Linked DNA regions of Cricetulus griseus: region 1 is linked to region 2. A link is a contact called in public Hi-C data. All regions are on one chromosome and are shown on one strand. Each heading gives the region's core, a stretch centred on a gene start, on an enhancer-like site or on the middle of the called end of the contact. The rest is flanking DNA. Distances are from core to core; before and after follow the strand shown.

The links. A called contact is a pair of places that touch in the nucleus more often than the background predicts.
Region 1: a contact with region 2 is called in a Hi-C map of the CHO-K1 cell line, with 5 times the contacts expected there. The contact joins the promoter of Zbtb18 here to the enhancer-like site in region 2. A contact is called at or near these places in 2 of 8 Hi-C or Micro-C datasets (the CHO-K1 cell line and fibroblasts).

Annotation. Positions count from the first base shown.
Region 1 is chr5:16,377,990-16,383,067 of CriGri-PICRH-1.0, reverse strand. It overlaps Zbtb18 (zinc finger and BTB domain-containing protein 18), which reads left to right and starts at 1,872. Exons shown (of 2, transcript XM_027418870.2): 1 at 1,872-1,931.
Region 2 is chr5:16,137,903-16,143,169 of CriGri-PICRH-1.0, reverse strand. No RefSeq gene overlaps it. Among named protein-coding and RNA genes, the nearest start is that of CUNH1orf100, 45 kb to the right of the region's middle. Within about 2 kb of position 1,484, at least 3 of the 6 cell types and tissues checked have open chromatin away from gene starts, as enhancers often do. A contact at or near this core is called in the CHO-K1 cell line and fibroblasts, where this site is marked.

The sequences.
Region 1 (5,078 bases), core at 623-3,122, 240 kb before region 2:
ATTCCAGGACAGTAGAAAGACCCTGTCTCAAAAAACCAAACCAAACCAAATGACACTTGTAAACTCATATAGCTTGAAACCGATTGAGATTGGGTCTCATTTCTTCTGGGAAGCATGGAGTAAGAAATTTGGGTCGGATCTGAAACAGGTGTAAACCGCACCCCTTCCCTGAAATCCATCATGAGAACGTAAGAGTTGAAGAAGGAGTAGAAACCATTACCATTTCTAACAGAATATCAAATTTCTAAACTCCTGGGTACTCTGTGTGTGTATTTCTTCATTAGCGAGTCAATGTCTGATTTGCCCAACAACTACTTTCAACTTCTTTACACCCGTTTGACCCGGAAGAGAGAGAAAGATTTTGCTCAGCTGCAAGGTCTCCTATCGAGCTGGTTAGCAACAGGGCTTGCCAGTTTGGGTTCACTTAGCAGAGAGTAAACACATTTCATTTAGACAATTACTAGTGTGTTGACTTCCTCGCTATGCAGTTTTCTGTTTTATTGTCTTGACCCACCCCCCTCCCAATTCATTACTCAACTTTTTACTTGTGTGTTATTCTTTCCTTCCATTGTCTTGAGAGCAGAAACCTTCTACATTTCCTCCTTGCTGTGGCACTGATCAACACAGCTCCAAGGAACAGGTACAGGCGGAGGAAGTTTATCTGAAGGGAGGGGAGCGCCACACAAAATTAACGTCTCTCCCCTCGGCAAAGCCGTGGCTCGTTGAGCATCAATTAAGAAACAGGCTAAAGCGTCTACAAGTCTCATTCCCCCTGGAAAGCTCTCAGACTGGTCTCTGGGCACTGTCTTTGCTTGTCACCGTGCGTGCAGACGGGACGCGGGGATCGGGAGGAGAAACGCAGCTGCAACTTGCACGAAGGACGCTGGGAAAAAGCGCCTCTCGCAGCCGCTCCGAGCTGGCGGCCCCCGTGCACCTGGCGGCCGACACCACAGGCCGGAGGCGGCGCGGCGCGGCGCGTCCCCGGGACGCGGCCCAAGCGAGCACCGCAGGAGGGCCAGACCCAGCCGCCCCAGGCCGGCCCCGGCCAGCTGCGGCCCCGCGCGCACTGCCTCCCCGGGACACCTGCCCCGTGTAAAAGTACACTCGAGGCCGTCGCGGTGCACGCAGACTCACTCTCTCACTCCACACCCCCAGAACGCGCTCGTCTCCAGCCTGGAAACAGGCCCCTCCCCGCGCAGCTGTCGCCGCCGCCTGCGGGCTCCTTTCACTTTCTCACGGCCAAGTCACCCAGAGGGGCGCCGCTGCCGCCGCCGCCGCCAGCGCCAGCGCCGCCGCCGCCGCCGCGGCCCGCGGACTCCGCCTCCCCCTCGAAGAGGCCACGCCCACCCAACAGTCGCCCCCTGCGATTGGCGCGCGCGGGCGGCAGCTCCTACCCGCCACTGCCATTGGCCGAGCTTCCCCGTCAGTCCCGCCGCCCCTCCGCCCACCCCGTCACGCCGCTCTTCTATTGGGCAACGCTGCGACCGAGGGCGGGCCAGCGACCGGGGCCCGCCGCTTTCGCTCAATCGCCGAGCGGCCGGCGCGGGGCGGCCCGGCCGGGCGGGGCCACATCTGGGCCGCGCGCCGCGGCGTGCGTGCGTGTGCGTCGTCCGCCCGCCCCGCCCGCCGCCGGCCCGGCGCCGCGCTCGCCCGCCCGCCGCGCCCGCCGCCCGCCCGCCGCCCGCTCCGCGCCCGTACGTCTGGCAGGCTGCGGCCGCGCTGGGGCTGCCTGATGGCCGTTAAAGAGTGGCCCGTGGCTCGGCGGCGCGCCTCAGGCTGCCACGCGGGCGGGGGCGGCGGGGGCGCGCGGGCCCGGGCCGGGGCCGGCGGCGGGCGGGGGCCGGCGGAGGACGCCCACAAGTCCAGCGGCGGCGGCAGAGGAGGAGGAGGAGGAGGACGGCGGCGGGGACGCGGCGACTCGGCCGCTCCGTGTGAGTCCCCGCCCCGCCCTGCCCCGCTGCCGGCCGTGGGTCCCGCCGGGGGAGTTAGTTAGTGCGGCGGAGGGGGCGGCGGCGGTGCGGTGCGGTGCGGTGCGGGCTCGCCTCGCCTCGCCTCGCCTGGCCGCGCTCCCCGGCAGCTGCGGCGCGGGGCGGCCGGTGCACTGCGGCGGCGCCTCCCGTGCGGAGGGCGGCGGGCGGGCGGGCGAGCGGGCGGGGAGGGGTCCGGGCCGCCGCAGCTGCAGCGCCCGGGACGGCCGCGGCTCCGGGGCCGGTGCAGCTGCAGGGCCGGGGGGGAGGGCGCGGCGCCCGGGTTGCGGTTGCCGGGAGGCCCGGGGCTGGCGCGCGGCGGCGGCGGCGGCGGGGAGCGGTCGCCGCGCCGCTTCTTGCGACTTTTCTTTTGTTGTTGCCGCGACCCGGGGCTGTTTTCTCGGCCGTTGTGGAAGGTGTTTTCCTGCTGCACCGGCTCTCTGCCCTGCACCTCCTTCCCAGTGGTTTCACCCTTCCTCTTTCCCCAAGTGCTTTATGCACGGCGAACTGCGCGAAGATTTGCATCCCCCCCCTCCACCCCAAAACCTCAAACACACCCGGGGCACCCTGCCCCCACCTCTGAGAAACAAAACCCCAAACCTCACAGAGCCCCCGCGGGTCCGCGGTAGCGAGACTTGGACGGGATGTCTCCGGGCCATTGCGGTCCTTGGGGCTCATTAAACTGTCACTCACCCCCACCATCACCCCAGTGAGTAAACGGGGTGATTAACGTCGGATATATTGGAATGGGGCGAGGGCATCCGCGGAGAAGAGGGTGTGTGTAGCAGGGAAGTAATGTGTCTGCCCAGTGTGCCTCCAGAACGAGTTCAGAATTATGTCATTCACCGCGAAGTTAGAGAAAGTTAGGTTTCTTAGTGACTCGTGAGCGAGGGCAGGACAGAGTTGGGGTTTTGTTCTCTAGCTCCCTGCCTCCGTTTTCTAAGGCGAGCCTAAGAGTGGCTGTCGCCCGGGTTGGGACGTTTGCGCCTCAGGCCCCAGTTTCTTTTTTCTACTCCTCGACCTCCCAAGAGTCTGTAGAGATAGATGTGTCTGACATTCATAGTTGTCGCAGCACCTTGCAGGGAACCGGGCGGCCCAGCCCGGGTTACCTTAGCATTTCATCAGCCATTAGAAACTAAGACCCACAAACTCCAGCCAAGAAAGTTCCCAAAGTCTACACTCCTGCTGATCACAACCCTTTAGCCCAAAGGGATAGGGAAGAAGGGCAAGACAAAGTGACGCCTTTTTCTGAGCAGAAACATGAGATGTGGCCAAACAGTCATCCTAAGTGACTGCAGCAGGTTGTGTCGGTTTATTAATTTGCCTTTATTGAACCGAAATACTTTCCAGGATTTCACAAAGTGCAGTTTCAGTTTGTTGACGCTGAGAATGGAAATCTGCATTCACGGTGGCAGTGTGAATTATTTTCCTGGGAGGTAGTTGCAGATAAGTTGCTAAGTAAGAGTGAAATAATAAGGTGAACCACGCTGAAGTAATAGCTCTTAATAAGTCTGCCAACATTTTGGAGATGTCTACCATTATCTCCGCGGGGGGAGGAAAAAAAAAAACATGCTGTAATAATGCCGAAGTGGGGCTGGAGATGTCAAATGGGTTGGTTTAAAAATATCCCTAAGCTGCCTTTGAAACTAGACGTTGGAGTTGAATAAAAGTGAATGTGGGTTTCCTGAATAGCACCGAGCCTGAGTGTGCTGTCATATGTAAGCCAGTCCACCAACTTGAGGCAGAAGTGTTGCGATTCCATAAATACAGTAGGACTCCATATGCTGAGTTTTTCAATTTCTTCTGTTAGAAAGTTTGGGGGGAAAAAAAGGAAGACTTTGAAGTATTTTGTTTATACTAACAGAAGAGAAAAGTTCTCCTAAGAAAAAGCTGGTGGCAGGAGTGTAGAGGAGTAGCATATGGCATTAAAGGAGCACAGCTGGAGGTAGCATTTCCATCTGAACATGATGTCAGAGCAGCTGACAGCCTGCCATCCCTCAGCCTTTTATTCTAACACACAGACAGGGAGCTAGTGTGTGCGGATCTGTGGTGGAGAAGGTATCTCATTCCTCTCCAACATCATCTCCACTTTGCATCTGTCTCTCTTAGTCTGCTTTTTTTCCACCGATGTAACAGACCTGGAGCCAGCAAGACTCCGAGGGAAGGACTTAATCAAGTTTATGTGTCCTAAAGGTAGGAGTAGCAAGAGATTAGATTGAGCATCTTTCTGTTTGGGTGTTTTATTTAATTTTTTTAAAAAAACATCACATTACTTTTGTAATCCACTTTATGAATAATGTGTGAAATTGAGCATGAAGTGATGGTCTTGAGCTGGAAGTCTTGGGCTTGCTTGGTTTGAATTTTTATTTCTTTTCTTTGAGCAAGTAAATAACTTTAATACACAGAAATATTTCAAGTTTTCAGATGGTAAGAAAGGCTTTGGAATATGGCTTTTTGAGATCACTTTGGATTAAGATGCCTTTTGTTGTTCACTGCTGTTTAGATTCCTTTTGCTTTAGGGGGGCAGAAACAGTAAACTGTCTGGAATCCAGCTTTCAAACTTATATGAGAAGATTATTCTGGTTAAGAAGCTAGGTTGTTGTGTAATTAATTCCACTGTGAAACTTTATTCTCCAAAACATTCGGCAAGCATTACTGAAAGCAGCATACAGCTGTAGTGCTTTTGAAACCGGAGGGTTTTTGTTGTTGGGATTTTTTTGTTTTTGTTTTTTAAGAAGAGGGGAGAAGAAAAAGAAAGACAACTTTTATCCCTAGGAGAATAGTTTGACCAGTTTCCTCATTTCTCTTTCAGATATATATTTAAGAGATCTTTTATTTCAGCGTAACAATAATTATTTGCAGGAGTTTCTGCGTTAGCGACTAATTTAGAACTTGTAGATTCGAGCTGCCTGAATTGGCCAGACAGCTGTAATCGCACTCCTCTATTCTTAATCTCTTTATCTGGGCAGCAGCTGCCATATGGCCACAGTCAGCTGGATCAGATGTTTATAAGCTTCCTTCTTCGTCCCTCTCTGTCCTCTCAGCCTCCTAATTTGATCACGGCTACCTTGTGAGCTGGCCTCCAGTCTTTATTTTTAGCCCTCTCCAGGG
Region 2 (5,267 bases), core at 235-2,734:
GCTGGAGCTGGACAGATGAATAATGTACGCTAAGGGGCTGGCCCAAGTCCTGACCTCCTGCCTCCAAGAGCAAACAGAGGTGACACAGAGGCTCCTTTGAACTAACTCTCATTGCTTGATTTAAAACGGAAAGGGAAGAAAGCCGCATGAGCTTCCCACCATTCTATTTAACCTATGTAGTCACCCAAGGCCTTTTTGCTTTCTTTTCTTCCTTCCTCGATTTTATTATTTGATTGTTTTGTTTATTATTTATTTATGGTTTTCATTTCTCTTGGGCAAAAGAGGACCTAAGCCCTCTACTGGTGCCCCAAATGAAGCCAGCTTCTCAATGATCGAGATTACTCTGACATCTTGTGGCCATGTTGGGGATATGCAGGTCTAGACAAACCCGACCCTCACAAAATGCAGGGAGGGCTGTAGAAAATATTTGAAAGGCTCTCTGAAAATATTTCGACAGTATTTTGTTTAAGGCGTCTCAGGAAGTCATATAATATTTCTTGGGGAAAACACAGACAGGAGCATATTTAAGCACCAAACAGCCATTTGTCACTCTCACTTGAACAAATCACTTCATTTTGTGGCTGGTTTCTATGTAATTTGTGGTAAATATGGCTATTATACTTTCCTGAGGTTCATATAAGTTAAGGCAAATAAAAAGTATCTATTAGGCACTCGAGACACAGAGGCAGGCGAATCTCTATGAGTTGAAGGCCAGCCTGGTCTACAGAGTGAGTTCCAGAACAGCCAAGGCTACACAGAGACCCTGTCTTGAAAAATAAAAACAAATTTTTAAAAAAGTGACTGTTAGGAGCCGGGGTATCTCAGTGCTGGAGCCCAGACTCAGCATGTGGAAGACCCTGAGTCCAATTCCCAATACCAAAACCAAAATAAAACCAAAAAATGGCATTTAAACTTTATAAGCACATACACATAAGAACACTAAGGGACCTTAGAGAAGCGGACCCTATGCTCACACTTGGTTAAACTTCTTCAAAAACTCAAAACCTGTTTTGATGCCCAACCCCAACATAGCACGAAACCCTGGCCTCAGAATAGATAAAGAGAACAAATTCACACTGTCATATGCTTTCCTAAATATACCTACTACCAAACCCTCTCACTTGTGTTTTTGTGATGTAAGTACAGCCAGTCTCTTTGGTCTTTCTACCTAGGGCCAGCAAGTGAACAATAAGGAATGGATAGGAATCTTGGGAAGTTAAATCACAATACCCCACAGTGTCTGATTGTCCTGGGCTTGAGAAATTAGTTATGTGTCTTCTGTTTCCAGGGCTGGGAATAGAGTCTTGGTGTAGTTGGGAGTGTCACAGATGAAACCTCTGCCTTGTAAGTGCTAAGCATGTACCCTCACCCCTGCCTCTCTCTACTTCATCTTCTGGAAAAGCAGCAGGCTGACACAGCAGCCACAGGAGTTCCTGGGTGTCTGTCCCACATGGGTGATGCAGGATGACTCATCAAATACAAGATGAGTTTGGCTGTTGCTTCTACGCAGCTGCATGGAGGAAGCCAAGAACTGTTGTCAAGCCAGGGACTTGGTAAAGAAATGCAAATTTTATAAACTTCCCCTTGTGCTAAATTTCAGTTCTGCTAGGATCAGTGAGCCAGCTAGCCACTGCCCCATCTACTGACAACATTACACTCTGAAGGCACTCAGGGTGTCTTCTCGCTCACAGATGGCCTTTTCTGTGTCCCCTAGTCACTGAATTTGTCACTCGTTTCCCTGGTACATGAGGTGAGCTTAGGGTAACCATTGACAGCAAGATCAATAGTTTTACAAAGAGAAAGTATCACTCTAGCCAAAGGGACACCAGGTCCTTGGGTGGATGGTGAGGACGCGTGACTCAGACTTCCAGCTATCTGCCCTGCAGGCTGGGCTTCCTGTACCTCCACACTGCACAGGAGGGGGAGCATAGGATAGGGAGAGGGTAATGGGATATGAGGGGCAGATGTTCAAAGACAATCATACATTTGTCTGAAAATGCCCTTATGCAATCCAGTACGATAAAAATTAAAAATAAAAACTTGTGAGAAGAGAAAAGTCCCCTGTGGACAGGCAAGTGTTGACTATTCACAGTAAAACACGGTTTCTAAAGTATGACAATATTAGCAGAAACAGTTGCACTGGAGACAGGGTCTCCCTGCGTTAGCCCTAGATAACCTGGAGCTCACTGTGTAGACTAGGCTGGCCTGTAACTCAGAGATCCACCTACCTCTGCCTCTAAGTGCCCTTATTTATACCCTTATCCCCAAATTTGATGCTCAGCCTTTAGCTCCTCCCAGGGTCTGGTATTTTAATTCTTAGACCTATTCATTCTCTAACAGTGATCTCTTCAGAAGTCTGATAAGTAACAATTGGTAGCACTTTTGTTGTTGTTAAGAAGATCAAAACAAAACAAAACAAAAATAGTTGTATAGATGAGCTCTACTCCTAAAGGACTTAGATCTCAAGTGGCCTCACAATCAGCCAGAGAGAACTGGGATTGATATGTAAGATAAGATTGTTTCTAATTTCAATTTAAAAAAAAAAACTAATAAAATAAAAAAGGCAAGATCACAGTTCTGTGTAACCACAAGGGCGCCTGGACAGGTATGAGCATTATGGAAGGGAAGAAGAGGCCACTCCAGGACCCTGTGCAAGGCTTCCTAGGTGGAAGGCAAAGGAAGTCAGAGCAGGCACTGTCCTGGAAGGAGGCAGGTGAGCCCACAGCATTGGTGCCCAGGAGACCTGGACCCATGCACTGACAGTAGCTTGAGGCTCCTTGGTTCTCACCAGTCCTAGAATTGGGGGCTTGAGAGAATGCCACCTGTTCAGTCCCAGGTGACATCTGAAAAGGACCTACAAGAGTATTTAATCATAGAATTACACATCACCCTGAAAAATTGGAAACCTACATATACAGTAGTAGGGGTCCAGTTAAATAAATGAAGGGAGAGCTAAAGAAGAGATACTATGTAATCATGTCAAGTGTATTCAGGGCCGGGAGGAGGCCACTTACCTGACATCCGGGAAGCCCTGGGTTCCATTCACAGCCCCTCCACTAAAAAAGAGAAACAAACTTTCATGCATTCCTAGTTAAAAGAAAGTTAGAGGATTTTGAATGTTTTCATACTGAAGGCAAATATTTGAGGAGAAAACAGTTTCCTCTGGTTTGAATATTACGCAATGCTTATGTGTGTCTCAAATATCACGAGGGCCAGATACAGCGGCTCTTGTCTTCAATCTCAGCACTCAGGAGGCCAGGGCAGGAAAACCTTCGTGAGTTCCAGGCCAGCCTGGTCTACATGGCGAGTCCTAGGTCAGCCAGAGCTACATAGTGAAACCCTGTCTCAAAAACAAACAACAAAAAATCACATGGTACTCTATAAATATGTCCATAAATATGTGTGTTAATTAAAAAGAAAATGCTGGAGGAAAGAAGAAACAAGATGGGGCAATGGGAGGCAGAGGAAAGAAGAAACAAGATGGGGCAATGGGAGGCAGAATTTGATCAAAGTATATTATATACATGTATGAAAATATAATGAAGCCGGGTGGCGTGCTTTTAATCCCAGCACTCAGGAGGCAGAGGCAGGTCCGTCTCTATGAGTTCAAGGCCAGCCTGGTCTACAAAGAGAGTTCCAGGACAGCCAGGGCTGTTACACAGAGAAACCCTGTCTCAAACAAACAAAAACAAACACGAAAATATAATGAAACTTAACGTGCCAGAGGAGAAACGTGAAGGAGAAAAAACAAAATAACATAATAAATGCATAAAAACTGTGTTTTCAAGGACTACTTTGTGGCCTGAGGAAAACCCCTCCTATACAGCCAGGAAAAGAAGAGAAATTCAGAACACCCCTGCTAACACTGATTCAGAATGCCCCTGCTAACACTAGGGTTTTGGCTCATTTGCCTGGTTCTGTCTGTTTTGTTTTAACTCCGTGTTCTTAAGGACAAGAAAAAGGCCATGGTTTTACCACAGGTTGTGACATTCTAAGAGGCCTGTCTCTTATCTGCCAGCTTTTGTCCTCACAGGACCTCAGACCTCTCCACCATGAGCAAAACTTTTTAAAGCCATGACACTACGGGGTGTGGGAGTGTGGTCTGTCTGGGCTTGAGTTAACTTTGCAGTGCTGTGGGAGAGGTGAGCAGGACAAACTTTATTTGTGCCTATTTAGACACAACCAATATTTGTTTAGCAGAAATTTGTTTACCACTTTTAGGAGATCTCAGGTCTTGTTAAGGAGGAGGGAGGAAGGGAGAGGGGAAGGGCGGAAGGAAGGCACTGAGGGAGGGAAGGGAAGAAAGGAACGGAAATGGGGAGAGAAAGCAAAAGGAATAGAGGAAGGGAACAAGAAAGTAGGAAGAGAGAGGAAACAGTGGTCAAGTGGTTTATCTCTTCTGAAATGGGCTTTGACTTGCTGGGTCATTTCTTCCTACCTCAACTTCGCATGCTCTTAGTTTCCTTTCCCAAGAGGCAGAGGTGGACGTTGGCAGGTGGACTTGTGACAGCCCTGCTGGGAAAAACTCAGCTGTGTGAGCGTAGCAGGGAGCAGCAGCCACCCTCTGGGTCATCCGTGAGTTCCCTGGTGTGAATAGGGACCTTGGTGGGCTAGGGACCTTGTCTCCTGGCTCCTCTTCCTGACATCTCCCAAAAAGTAACAGAATTTTGACTAAGGGTCACAGCAGATAGCAATCAGTGGTTTTCAAGCCTCTGTGGTGCCAGGTTTAAAGTCAGGTGAGGCCTGATGACATATTATGATCCAAAATCCGAGAAGGAAATCCTATTAGACCTCCTGGAGCAGTACAAGCAGCCTAGCACCCCGTCACCGACACCCGCCAGTTCATCTCCTCAATTAAACTGCCAAAGAATAGGATCACACTCCAGAACATCACACAGGCGATGTTGGAGACTGGGTCACCACACAGAACCACACAAGTTACACTGCTTATGCCTGAGGAGCCCTGTCAAAGTAGCCACACTTCACCCTTCAGCACCTTGCCATGTGGAGAGAGCTCTGGGGACTTTGGGGTACCTCTGAGCACTGACAGATGGTGACGATTTGAGTATAGGCTAAGTGTGTGTGTGTGTGTGTGTGTGTGTGTGTGTGTGTGTGTGTGTGTGTGTGTGTGTGTGTGTATTTACTTGCCCAAATGAAAGAAAACTAGGCCAGGTATGGTAGCAGGCACCTATGACCCAACACTTGGAATGTAAAAGCGTAATGTTCATCAAATGTTCAAAACCAGCCAGGGCTCCATAAGACAAAAG